Regions from separate parts of the Pan troglodytes genome. Here region 2 is linked to region 1. Evidence: chromatin contacts called from public Hi-C data. All regions are on one chromosome and are shown on one strand. Each heading gives the region's core, a stretch centred on a gene start, on an enhancer-like site or on the middle of the called end of the contact. The rest is flanking DNA. Distances are from core to core; before and after follow the strand shown. Region 1 holds the start of CITED2 (Cbp/p300 interacting transactivator with Glu/Asp rich carboxy-terminal domain 2). Region 2 has its middle 630 kb from the start of CITED2.

Region 1 (5,857 bases), core at 2,113-4,612:
CTGTATTTTTTCTTGAAGGTAGGTGTGTTGCTCTTATAAACATAAGATAAGCCATGAAAACATGAAAGAGAAAACAAAATTCCTTCTCCTTCCACCTGGGATAATTTGAGATTTTCACAATATTACTTTTTCCTTTGCTTGATTATATAAGGCAAAACTTGATACCCACTTAGTTGTAGCTATGGTCTTCTTGATAAGACATCTATCCAGGTAAAATTAAAGTATAATTTTCAGGTGATTTGCATCCCATGGATGCAACAGGAAAACTCAGAATTCAGGAAAACAGGGCATGCTTAAGAGGGAACATCTTGTAAAGACTGTAATTTGACCTTTGAGTCAACCTGAGTACATTTTAAATATTATAGGACAAAACGGAAAGCCTCAAAGTGGAATTCTGCCCCATCTTTCTCAGAACTATAAATCACTCAGACACTGTTTCAGAGATTACGCTAGAAAATATGTACCTATCCTTGGCACTTTTGCTGAGAAATAAAACTCTCATCACTGGAGATAAAGGTAGATTTATATTTAATGCCACCCCCATCAATCAATCAGTATATTATTCCAATCTACCTCCATTTTAAGTAGTTGAATCAGGTATAAACAGAAACACCATTTTTTTTTGCCTCCTGCCCATTGAAAAAGATAATGTTGAGTATTGCAAACCTTTCTAACTCTGGAGTACACTTGATATGATGGCAATTAAGAAAAAAAAAAAAAGCACTGTGACAACTTTGCAGCTTTTGATTAAAGCACACCAAGAGGCATGTTACAATGATAACAATGAAGCATTATGCCAATTATGTTAAATCCTGCTCTCCGCTTAAGCTCATCATGACCTGTTTTAGTGTCCTGTAATTTATCCTTTGGAATGCTTACTCTCATCAATAGTGTTCAACTCAAAGACGGGGGAAAAAAGACACCAAAGGGAACAACCACCCCAAATGACTTCTAGAAAACAAGTTATTTCTTAACTTTTTATTGACATTGGCAAATTAAAATAGAATAAATTAACAAGTATTTTTTCAAAAAAATGTTTTGTACAAAAATACTGTCAAAATTTCCTAAAAAGCTTTCAACACAGTAGTATCTTTTCATGTACTGAATATAACTATTAGCACAGTGTCAAAAATGTTGAAGACAGAAACAAAATAAAAATCTGTGAAATGTTTGCCACTGACGACATTCCACACCCTATTATCTTCTGTACATATGGGGGTGGGGGGGGGGCGGCGGGGGGGACAGCCAACTTGAAAGTGAACAGTATGACTTTCCTGATCCAGAACAGTTTGGCCCACATCTGTTTAATCTTCCAGTTTAGCATATTTTAAAAATTAGTCTGTACTCAAATGCATAGTTAAAAAAATGAAGCGAGATGGCAGAGTTTGTGCAGTAATATCTGCCCTTCGAAGTTCATGCAACCAACTAATGCAATTTTTCCTTTCACTCGTAAATCTGAATGCAGTTCAGTCATTTGAAACCATCTACAAAATCCACAAGATTAAGCAGTTTGCCAAGATTAATATCTAACAGTTGAGCACTGGAGAAAGTGAGGGAAAGGAGTAAAAACAAACAACGAAAAAGACCAAGTTAGCTAGATATTTCAACTACATAAGGGAGGTGAATGTCAAGGCTACAAAAACGAAACAAAAACAGGAAAAAAAAGTGGCAGCAATTTTTTTTAAACCAATTTGTACAAGTTTATAGTTTACTTTGTTTCCAAGTTCTCAAACCTTTCAAGATCTGAAAAGTGAGATACTGTGTCTAAGGGAATGTTTCTTTTAATTCACGCCGAAGAAGTTGGGGGTTTGATTTCTTTCGCCGGGGTTTCGATCGAGTCAACAGCTCACTCTGCTGGGCTGCTGTTTGCACACGAAGTCCGTCATAAAATCAAACTCGTTTTGCCCCAGCCAGAGTTCGGGCAGCTCCTTGATGCGGTCCAAACCCATTTCTATCACCAAGGACATAAGAACTTCCTCGTCGATGAAATCAGTGTCTATGACATTGGGCGGCAGCATTGCAGCGGGGACGTGGGCCACGGAGGCGGGCATGTTGCTGCTGCCGCTGCCGCCGCTGCCGCCGCCGCTGTTGCTGCTGCCCGCGCCGCCGCCCGAGCTGCCGCCCGAGCCGCCGGGGGTGCTGCTGCCGCCCGAGCCGCCGGGGGTGCTGCTGCCGCCGCTGTGCTTGGGGTTGCAATCTCGGAAGTGCTGGTTTGTCCCGTTCATCTGGTGGCCTGCAGCAGGGTGCAAATCCGGCATGTAGTGGTTGTGGGGGTAGGGATGATGGTTGAAATACTGGTTGTTGAGCTTCTGCAGCTGCATGCTGGCCGGCAGGGAGCCTCCCTGGCTGGCCACCGGGGGACCCATGAACTGGGAGTTGTTAAACCTGGCCGCGGGGGCCAGCGCACTCGGGGGGTGCCCTCCGTTCACAGTCCCCGGCCCCATCGCATGCCTGATGCCGCTCGTGGCATTCATGTTGCCCGCGCCGTAGTGTATGTGCTCGCCCATTAGGGCGTTGAAGGCGTGCTGGGGCTGCTGCTGCTGGTGGTGATGGGGGCTCGGGAACTGCCCCATGCCCATGCGGTGGGCAGGGTGATGGTGCAGCCCATTGGTGCCGTCGGGGAAGCGCCCGTGGTTCATGGCCATCATATGGTCTGCCATTTCCAGTCCTGGAAGTGAAAAGGGCAGATAATGAGACCCGCGCCACACGTGTCGCCCACCACAGCGCACCCCACTTTTGCCCGCCTCTGCCCCCCAGGATTCCCGGGCGCACGTCGGCTGCGAACCACCACCCCCAAGATCCCACTAGCAGCCTGTGCACCCGGGCTAGCCACCACGGAAGAGCTGCCACTCATAACACAGCCGGACGCTGCACAAACAGCCCCTTCCCCTGCGATCGGGCGGGGGGACCCGAGCCCACACCCCCTCTGCTCCCCGAAGTGGCCTAATAAAGGAAGTGCCCCGTAGCCCTGCTGCGAACTTCAGGCATTAAATCAGCCCTCCTCATCCTGTTGTTGCACATCCTGTTGTTATTCCCCAGCTTCGCCTCACGCTCTTCCTCCGGGCAAACCCTGCCCTCGGAGGACTGGGCTGGCAAGAGCCCCAGCCAGCTTCGCCCGTTGCGCTTACCTTCCGTTTTTGCGATTTCTGCTCCGAAGACCGAGGGCGGGCTCGTCGGGTCCAGGACCGGCTCAGCAGCACATAGAGGGGACCTTCCTGGCGTGCAAAGCGCTTCGCTGTCGCGATGTCGGCGCCGAGGTCTCGCAGCGGCCGCTGGGGCAGATTCGGAGCCGTTCCCTTTTATTTCCCCTCCGCTGCCCTCACAGCTCGGCAGGACCGCCCGGCAGCTGCCAACAATGAGCTGTGTTTCTTAGGGCTTTGGCCACAGTTAATATAGGCATTTCGGAAGGGCGGAGCGAGAGCCTCCAGGGCGGGCGGCGCCAAGACGCGGATTCCGGAACACCGCGAACACCCTGGACCGGGTCCGGGAGCCGCGTCCCCGCCGCCCGTGGCACGTGTTGCAGAGGCTGCGGGGCCCGGGGGCCGCCCAGTCGCCCCGTCGCCCCCCGACTCTGGTTTCTTCCCGGCCCAGAAACGCGAGGTTGGCTCAGCCACCCCCGAGGCAGGGGGAAAATCCTCCCCTGCCGCCCCGCCCGAAGGTAGAGCCTGCCGGGATAGCAACGAGGAGAGCTCACCGCCCCCCTCAGGCTGGATCTACCCCACCCCCAGCTCTCTCACTCGGTTCACCTAGCGATCTGCCCAGCTCTCTACTGGAAAAGGGGACTCGCCCAGCGCCCCCCGCCCTCCAGAGTGCCCTTGTGCCTCCCCGGTTTTGCAAAAGCTTCCACAGGCAGCGAAGAATGGCTGTGCTTCCTCGAGTTGGGTTTTAAAGACCCGGACAAATAATGCGCCCTTTCCTGAGCGCGCCTTCCTAGGCTGTGCCTTTGTGTTTTCATACGGGCAGTGGGTAGACCTACTCTAGATCACCGCTTGTAGATGCATTTTTTTCCTCCACTCCTTTCAAGGACAGGAGCTGGGGGCGGGGAGGGGCAGCGGCTGCAGGTGGACGGAGCGCGCTCGCGGGCCCGGCCACCCCCGCTCCCGCGCCCTGGAATTCCAGTCCGCGCTTTCGGGCCCGCCTGCCGCTCCCGGGGTACGTGTGCTTCTGCTAAGTTTGCGTTTGCAGCTCTTGGTAGCTTTGGCATCCGAGCTGAGGCGTCTCTGCTCTGTAAACAAACTCAGCGATCCTCGTCCCCAGATCCACCTTTTTGCACATACACAGTTACTTGCTTCTGCTGTTGCCCTGGATCCGGGAGGTGGGGGTGTGTGCAAACTTGCAGAGCCTCCCTCCGGGCTCTGCCTGACGGTTTGGGGTTGATTTAGAAGCAAACGGGTTTGTAATTAAGAAATTTGAGGGCTGAGTAAGGCTGCTCTTGCTGGAAAAGGAAAACAAATAGATAACGTGGTAATCGCTTTGTAAATAAAGTCGTTCTGGAGGTGGGCACGTAGCTGCACGTCCCGTATGGCACCACGCGCACACACACGGCTGGGACTCTTCCTTTTCAGCGAAATTGTTCAGTGGGGCAATGGGCGATAATAATAACCTTGCTTCCACAACGCGGCACAACGAGCCTGGTCGCCCGTTTGGTTCATTGACTTGCAAATAAAACCCCTAACACAGGTCTGGGCTACTACCCAGTCGGAGCTCTCTGGCTTTCTCACATGGGGAAGCCGAGTTGTTTCCCCAACACCATGATGGGGCTGTTCTGAGCTTTTACATTGCTCTTTATGTGGTAAAATCGAGTTTAGCGCTCCGAATAAGGACTTCTGGGCAGTTGTTTCTTCATAACTCGATAGCCATTGAAGACTTCCTGCTGCGAAGAGCGAGTCCGCCTCCCCGCCCCCCCTCGTCTTTTTCCCCCTTCTTGCACACAAGACTTTTAAAGGCCCTGTTTCTTGAGGACTGGAAATTCTGATACATTTCCCCGTTCAGGAATTTGCAAAAGAGACCCAATCCTGATTATTTTCGTCTATGACCCCTCTGTCTTTTCCTAGTCAGGCATATTTTTGTAAATGTTGTTACTTTGTGTCTTGTCTTCTTTCCTCTTCCAGGCTCTCCGGCAAACCGTGCAGGCAAATAATTTTTAAACCTCAAAAATATTTACTTTTTAGAGATACGGGCACAGGACACATTGCATTGTTAGTTGCAACAATTCCCTATTCTCCTAACCTCCCACCACCTTTACCTGTAGGTCAGGACATGCAGTTTACCGTATCAGAGGCTTGGATACCTGAAGGGGCCACTTCCTATAAAAAAACAGATTCTAAAATATTGGTAAACCCCAACCTCAAAAATCGCGGGATTGTTTACTTTCCCTTCTTTGTACTGCAAGTGTCTTTCGACACAAGGAACAGCTTTTGAATGTCTAATCTAAATTCCTCTTGCAACCACTAAGGAAAGGTGGAGCTCCATCCAGCTCCAGTGGTTCTACCTACTATTGGGAAATCCCTGGAAAGGTCACCTGCCCATCCCCCATCCCTTAAAGGAGAACAAAATAGTTCTGGGACCAGCTGGTTGGAACATGGCATGCTTTGTTCATTTATTCTCATCCGTCCACTGAATGTCCTCCAAGTGCCAAGCGCTTTCTTGGTGCCTGGACATACAAACAAGATAGGAACTCACGGTCACAGGGAGAAAACTGACAAACAGGCCTTGAACACACTGTGATAAATGCCACAAAGGCATTGAAGGAAAGGGCTTTGGAGAGCACATAGGAGGGACACCTACCCCCCTCCTGGCTGCTTTGGGAAGGCTTTCCGGTGGAGATGGTGACTAAGTGGAGGCCTCAGGATGAATG
Region 2 (5,562 bases), core at 232-2,731, 630 kb after region 1:
GTTGGCTAAATCCAATGCATGTTTTTACCATGAATTTTTCATTTAAAAGGTTTTAAAAAATCATAGATTTTAAGAAAGAAAATGTAATCCATATGTTACTGATTCATTCACACTTATCATATTTTGCGTGAGTAAGCTGGTGTCCAAAAATGTTTAGTTTTTTAAATCAGGAAGTCACATTTTTAAAGCACCAAAAAGGACCTTGGACCTGGAAAGTTTCAAATTTCTATTTAAACTCAGAACCCAAGGAATTTGAGTGGGTTCTAAACTTGGCAATATGCCTTCATCCTAGTTAACGTATTGATGGAGTTATATATATTCGTGTACATATGAGTTAAAAGTGAAGCTGTTAATTCTGCTTTGATATCAAAGCTAGATATATTCATTTAGACTTCCTCATTTGTTTGCCATGAGGAAACAATTCGTGACTTGTTTTACTATTTAAAAAATTTTGTATATTGACCTATATCTTTAAATATACAATAAGTGTTATCAAACATGTAACAAAGTTGGTGTATGGAAAAATGCATAATTTTCCCTAAGGGCTATTTGCTAATATGGAACACCGGCCTCTAAAATGTGATGAAAGAAGAACTGTGGAACAATGGGTCATGATGGCTAATTTTATAGGGAACACATGCATACAATATAATTTAAAACACATGCCACAGCACTTATAGTAAAAGAGAATTAGAAAGGAATTCTGCTTCATAAAAAGGAAAACAGTTCCCTCTTTATCCTGACAGAATTGCATTTCTCTTCTAGGAAAAAGATCCCATTCACTAATGCTTTAACAATTGCAGAGGCCCACCCATAAGGTTCACATATATTCTCTCAAATCTCCTCCTCCAGTTTTGGCCTATCCGCTGTGATTTTGCAAAGATGTGATATGAAATTAAAGGCGAATAGTCTAATGTGCATCTGGCATCTTTCTAATGTAATATTTATTAATTGCTACTCAAAACTAAATATTGTGTGTCACCTATTACTCTCTCTATCTTAAACAATGGACTGTAGTGTATTAATATGGGAATTTTAAGGAAGAGGAACAGGTCATTTTGTCCATTCTTCTGTTTCTAAGCAGACTTTAGGCTTGCAGTAAAAACCTAAAGCAAGTTAGATGTTTGAGTGTACTATTTTGAAGAGCTTAGGAGTGGCAAGATAATAAACTTCTATGCAATTGGTTGCTAAAATTTTATGAGAAGTTCTTTATTCATACCTCCAGAAAGAAAAGAAAGCAAAGCAAACAAACAAACAAACAAAATCCCTTCTCTCTTTGTGAGGTTTAATTTGATGTATGTCAACTTGACTGGGACACAGGGTACCTAGATATTTGGTTAAACATTTATCTGAGGGTGTCTGTGAGGGTGTTTCTGGGTAAATTACCATTTGAATTGGTGGACTGAGTAAAGCAGATTGCCCTCTCCATGTGGGTGGGCCTCATGGAATCCTTTGGAGGCCCGAACAGAACAAAAGGCTGGGTAAAGGAGAATTTGCCCACCCTGTCTGTTTTTGAGCTAGGCCATTGGACACCCACACACAGACTGGAACTTGCACCATCCGCTCTCCTGGTTCTCAGGCCTTTGCACTCAGACTGGAAGTACACTTTCCAGGGAAAGTGTACTGGAAGGAAGCTTTCCAGGGTCTCCAGCTTGCCAATGGGAGATCATGGGATTTGTCACCCTCCATAATTAGGGAACCAACTCCTTATAATAAAAAATCTCTCTCTCTTTGGATAGAAAGATAGATATCTAGATATCAGATTGGTTCTGTTTCTCTAGGGAACTCTGACTAATACATTTTTACTGTGATTGAAACCTATTTCTCCTTCTGCTATTCAATCCTTTATAAAGAAGAACAATTTGCTAGTAACCTCATTATAAAACTCTTCATATTCTTGAAGATAAATTGTGTATATTGTTTTTAAACCACAAGCCTCTAAACCAGAAAAAATATTAAGATAAGATTTTGACTAATATTTAAAGTGTGCCCTGTGGTTAGGATGATGCGATTTGTTTTTAGTTAGAATTAATCATATTGTGCCAATAAATGCCCCTCTTGCTGGGTTAGTTTCCCCAGCATTTGATTCTCATCCATCTGACCTATATTGTTGGTAGCTCTCCGACCAGCACGTGAGTATGAGCCTCCCCTGCCTCCCTTGCTTTCAATATCAATATTGTGTCTTCAAACAGGAAGTGGATTTCATGCTCACTTGCTGCTTTCCAATACTAGTCCTAAAGTCTCAGGTCTTTAATTATGACCAGACCTTTTTCTTGCAGATAGGAAAGACATTGAATTTTACTATTCTGTTAATCAACTGCATAACATTATGGAACTATTATTATTGTTTAAGGAAATTCTTGTTAGTATAGAAGATTTGTAATAAGAAAGTAAAAATTACGGAATTACTTATTTGAGATAATTACGGCTAAAATTTTTAATGTATTTCTTTTCAAGATTTTTCTATGTACATGGTTTATCTTAAAGTGATTAATATTGTTTTAGGCTCCTTCAATATATCAAAGTATTTGTTTTTCCATGCAAATTAAATATTTTAGAAAACATCATTTTTAATGGCAGTGTAATATTTCATTTACTTAAAAATTTCTTTATTGTTAAACTCTTCAATTCCTTTCATTTTTTAAATCATTTGTGGAGTTACAGGATTAAAGAATATAAAGCTCTTTTTTCCTCCTTAATATCAACAAATTTGTTTCGAGAAATGTTGCACAATTTATTCTTCCACACGATGTATACATATATAGAGGCTGTTTTGTCACACCCTTGCCAGCACTTAATAAAAATAAATAATATTTTAAAGATAATTTCTATTTCTAGTTTTAGAAATGAAAATGTTATCTTTCTGTGTATTTCTTTAATTGCTGGAGAGATAGAATAACTTTTCAAATACTGGTCATTTTTACTATTCTATAAATTTTGGATTCATGTTTTTAGAAAATTTTTCTATTCATGCTTTTATGTTTTGACTTATCTATTTGTTGATTATTTGTGTGCATACATCTATATATCTCATATATACACATATGTAATGTTTATATATATACGTATTAAGTCCCCCAACTGTTTTTTTTTGTATTTTTATTGCTTTTATTCTTATTATAAAAGTAATACATACTATCTTAAAAAGTGTGAACAGTATAAAAATATACAAATGAGAAAGAGAGTCTCATGTAATCTCACTTGCAAGAGGCAACCACTGATAACAGTTTGGGGCACATTGACCCAAACTTTTATTTCCTAACAGTGTTAAATGTTGATGGCTTCCAGCTTCATCCATGTCTTTGCAAAGGATTTTTCTATTCATGCTTTTATGTTTGCTTTTCTGTTTTGACTTATCTATTTGTTGATTATTTGTGTGCATACATCTACATATCACATGTATATACACATATGTAATGTTTACATACATATATGTGTGTGTATATATATATGTATTAACTCCCTTACCTGTTTGTACTGGCATTTTTTTTTGAGAAATTGACGGTCCTCATTTATATGAAGTACATTTTATCATCTTTTTCCTTTGTGAGTGTTTCCATTGGTTTCATGTTTAAAAAGGCCTTTCTTGGCAGTTTTTCATTTTACTGGCACACTTGTTATATACTTTTCACTGTTGATCACAGGCTGGACATTCCCCAAGATCAAGGACATTAATTTACTTATTTATGTATCCCCACTACTCATTGGACTAGCAGAATGCCTGGATAAATACTAATATCTAATTACATTTTTGTAAAAAGCCAAAAGCATTGCCATGGCATTTTCCTCTAGTTTTTGAAGAATGGATAGAATTTCATTATTTAATAATTAAATGGCCGGTGCGGTGGCTCACATCTGTAATCCCAGCACTTTGGGAGGCCGAGGCAGGCAGATCACCTGAGGTCAGGAGTTCGAGATCAGCCTGGCCAACATGGCAAAACCCCATCTCTACTAAAAATACAAAAATTAGCTGGGTGTGGTGGCAGGTGCCTGTAATCCCAGGTACTTGGGATGCTGAGGCAGGAGAAATGCTTGAACCTGGGAGGTGGAGGTTGCTGTGAGCCGAGATCGCCATTGCACTCCAGCCTAGGTGACAAAGCAAGACTTTGTCAAAAAAAAAAAAAAAGAATTAAATAGGGTCATTGAAAAGCTATAATAATCAGAAGGAAAGTAATAGATAGAGGTTTACTAATATTTTGTTGAATGGCTAAATAAAAGATAAACTAAATTGTAGAAAAATCAGAATGAATATACTTTGAGTAAATAGTTTTTATTGTTTTCCGAATTTTAATATAATTAACTGAAAGTGATTTATAAACTGTAATTATTTACAATATGTAGATTTGTATTACGGTAATGTGTTGGGGGCAGAATTCTGAGATGACCTTCAAGACCCATCCCTCCTTACCTCTTGCCCCCTACCTGCCCCCTGCCTCCTTGTCCTGTATCATCTCCCTCTCTTCAGTGTGGAAAAGACCTGTGAATATGATAGCTGTCACTCTCATGATTAGATTACATTATATGGCCATGATGAAAGAATTTTTCAGATGGAATCAGGTCCTTAAGCAGTTTAAAAGAAGACAGGCTTTTGTTGAGATGAGACATTCCATCTCCTTTACGCCTTGAAGAAAAAAGCCAATATGAGCTCTAGAGCTGCAAAGAAATGTATTCTACCAACACCATATCAACTCGGAAGAGGATCCTCCACCTCAGATGGGGCCGCAATGCTGAACAACACCTAAATTACAGCCATGGGAGATCCTAAGCAGAGGATCCAGATAAGACACGCTCAGACTTCCAGTCCTTGGAAACTGAGATAAGCCAGCCAGCAAGTTTCGTAAGTCTTATGCAGAAATAGAAAACAAATACACTTGGAAATATCTATCATGTGCACTAGAAATTTTGTAAACCTTTTATCCAAGAGTTTGACTTCAAATATAACCTAAAGATTTACGATTTCTACTTGGCCATGAGAACATTGAAGTGTTTGTACAAGTGAGACAAATCAACAAGCAAAAAAACAAATAACCACATTAAAATATAAGCAGGCCGGGCGGGGTGGCTCACGCCTGTAATCCCAGCACTTTGGGAGACTGAGGCAGGTGGATCACCTGAGGTCAGGAATTCTAGACCAGGCTGGCCAACATGGTGAAACCTGGTCTGTACTAAAAATACAAAAATTAGCTGGATGAGGTGGTGCACGCCTATAATCCCAGCTACTCGGGAGGCTGAGGCTGGAGAATTGCTTGAACCCAGGAGTTGGAGGTTGCAGTGAGCCCAGATTGCACCACTGCGCTCCAGCCTGGGTGACAGAGCAAGACTCCATCTCAAAAAGCAAACAAACACACACACACACACACACACACACACACACACACGATAGCTAGCGTCTCACGCCAGTCACAATAGCTCTTATTAAAAAGTTAAAAAACAATAGATGCTGGTGAGGAGAAATGGGAATGCTTATACACTGTTGGTGGGAACATAAATTACTCCAGTCACTGTGGAAAGCAGTCCAGAGATTTATCAAAGAACTTAAAACAGAGCTGCCATTCAACCCAG

Evidence for each region. Hi-C and Micro-C count contacts between places; a contact is called where the count stands out from the background.
Region 2: a Hi-C map of induced pluripotent stem cells shows a contact between it and region 1, with 6 times the contacts expected there. The contact joins the enhancer-like site here to the promoter of CITED2 in region 1. A contact is called at or near these places in 2 of 7 Hi-C or Micro-C datasets (both in induced pluripotent stem cells) and 1 of 1 datasets of contacts at active chromatin or transcription factors (stem cell-derived excitatory neurons).

What each region holds. Positions count from the first base shown.
Region 1 is chr5:151,227,737-151,233,593 of NHGRI_mPanTro3-v2.0_pri, forward strand. It overlaps CITED2 (Cbp/p300 interacting transactivator with Glu/Asp rich carboxy-terminal domain 2), which reads right to left and starts at 3,363. Exons shown (of 2, transcript XM_009452108.5): 1 at 3,129-3,363; 2 at 964-2,668. The coding sequence starts at 2,660. The coding sequence ends at 1,839.
Region 2 is chr5:151,856,475-151,862,036 of NHGRI_mPanTro3-v2.0_pri, forward strand. No RefSeq gene overlaps it. Among named protein-coding and RNA genes, the nearest start is that of CITED2, 630 kb to the left of the region's middle. Within about 2 kb of position 1,482, at least 2 of the 24 cell types and tissues checked have an H3K27ac peak or open chromatin away from gene starts, as enhancers often do. A contact at or near this core is called in induced pluripotent stem cells, where this site is marked.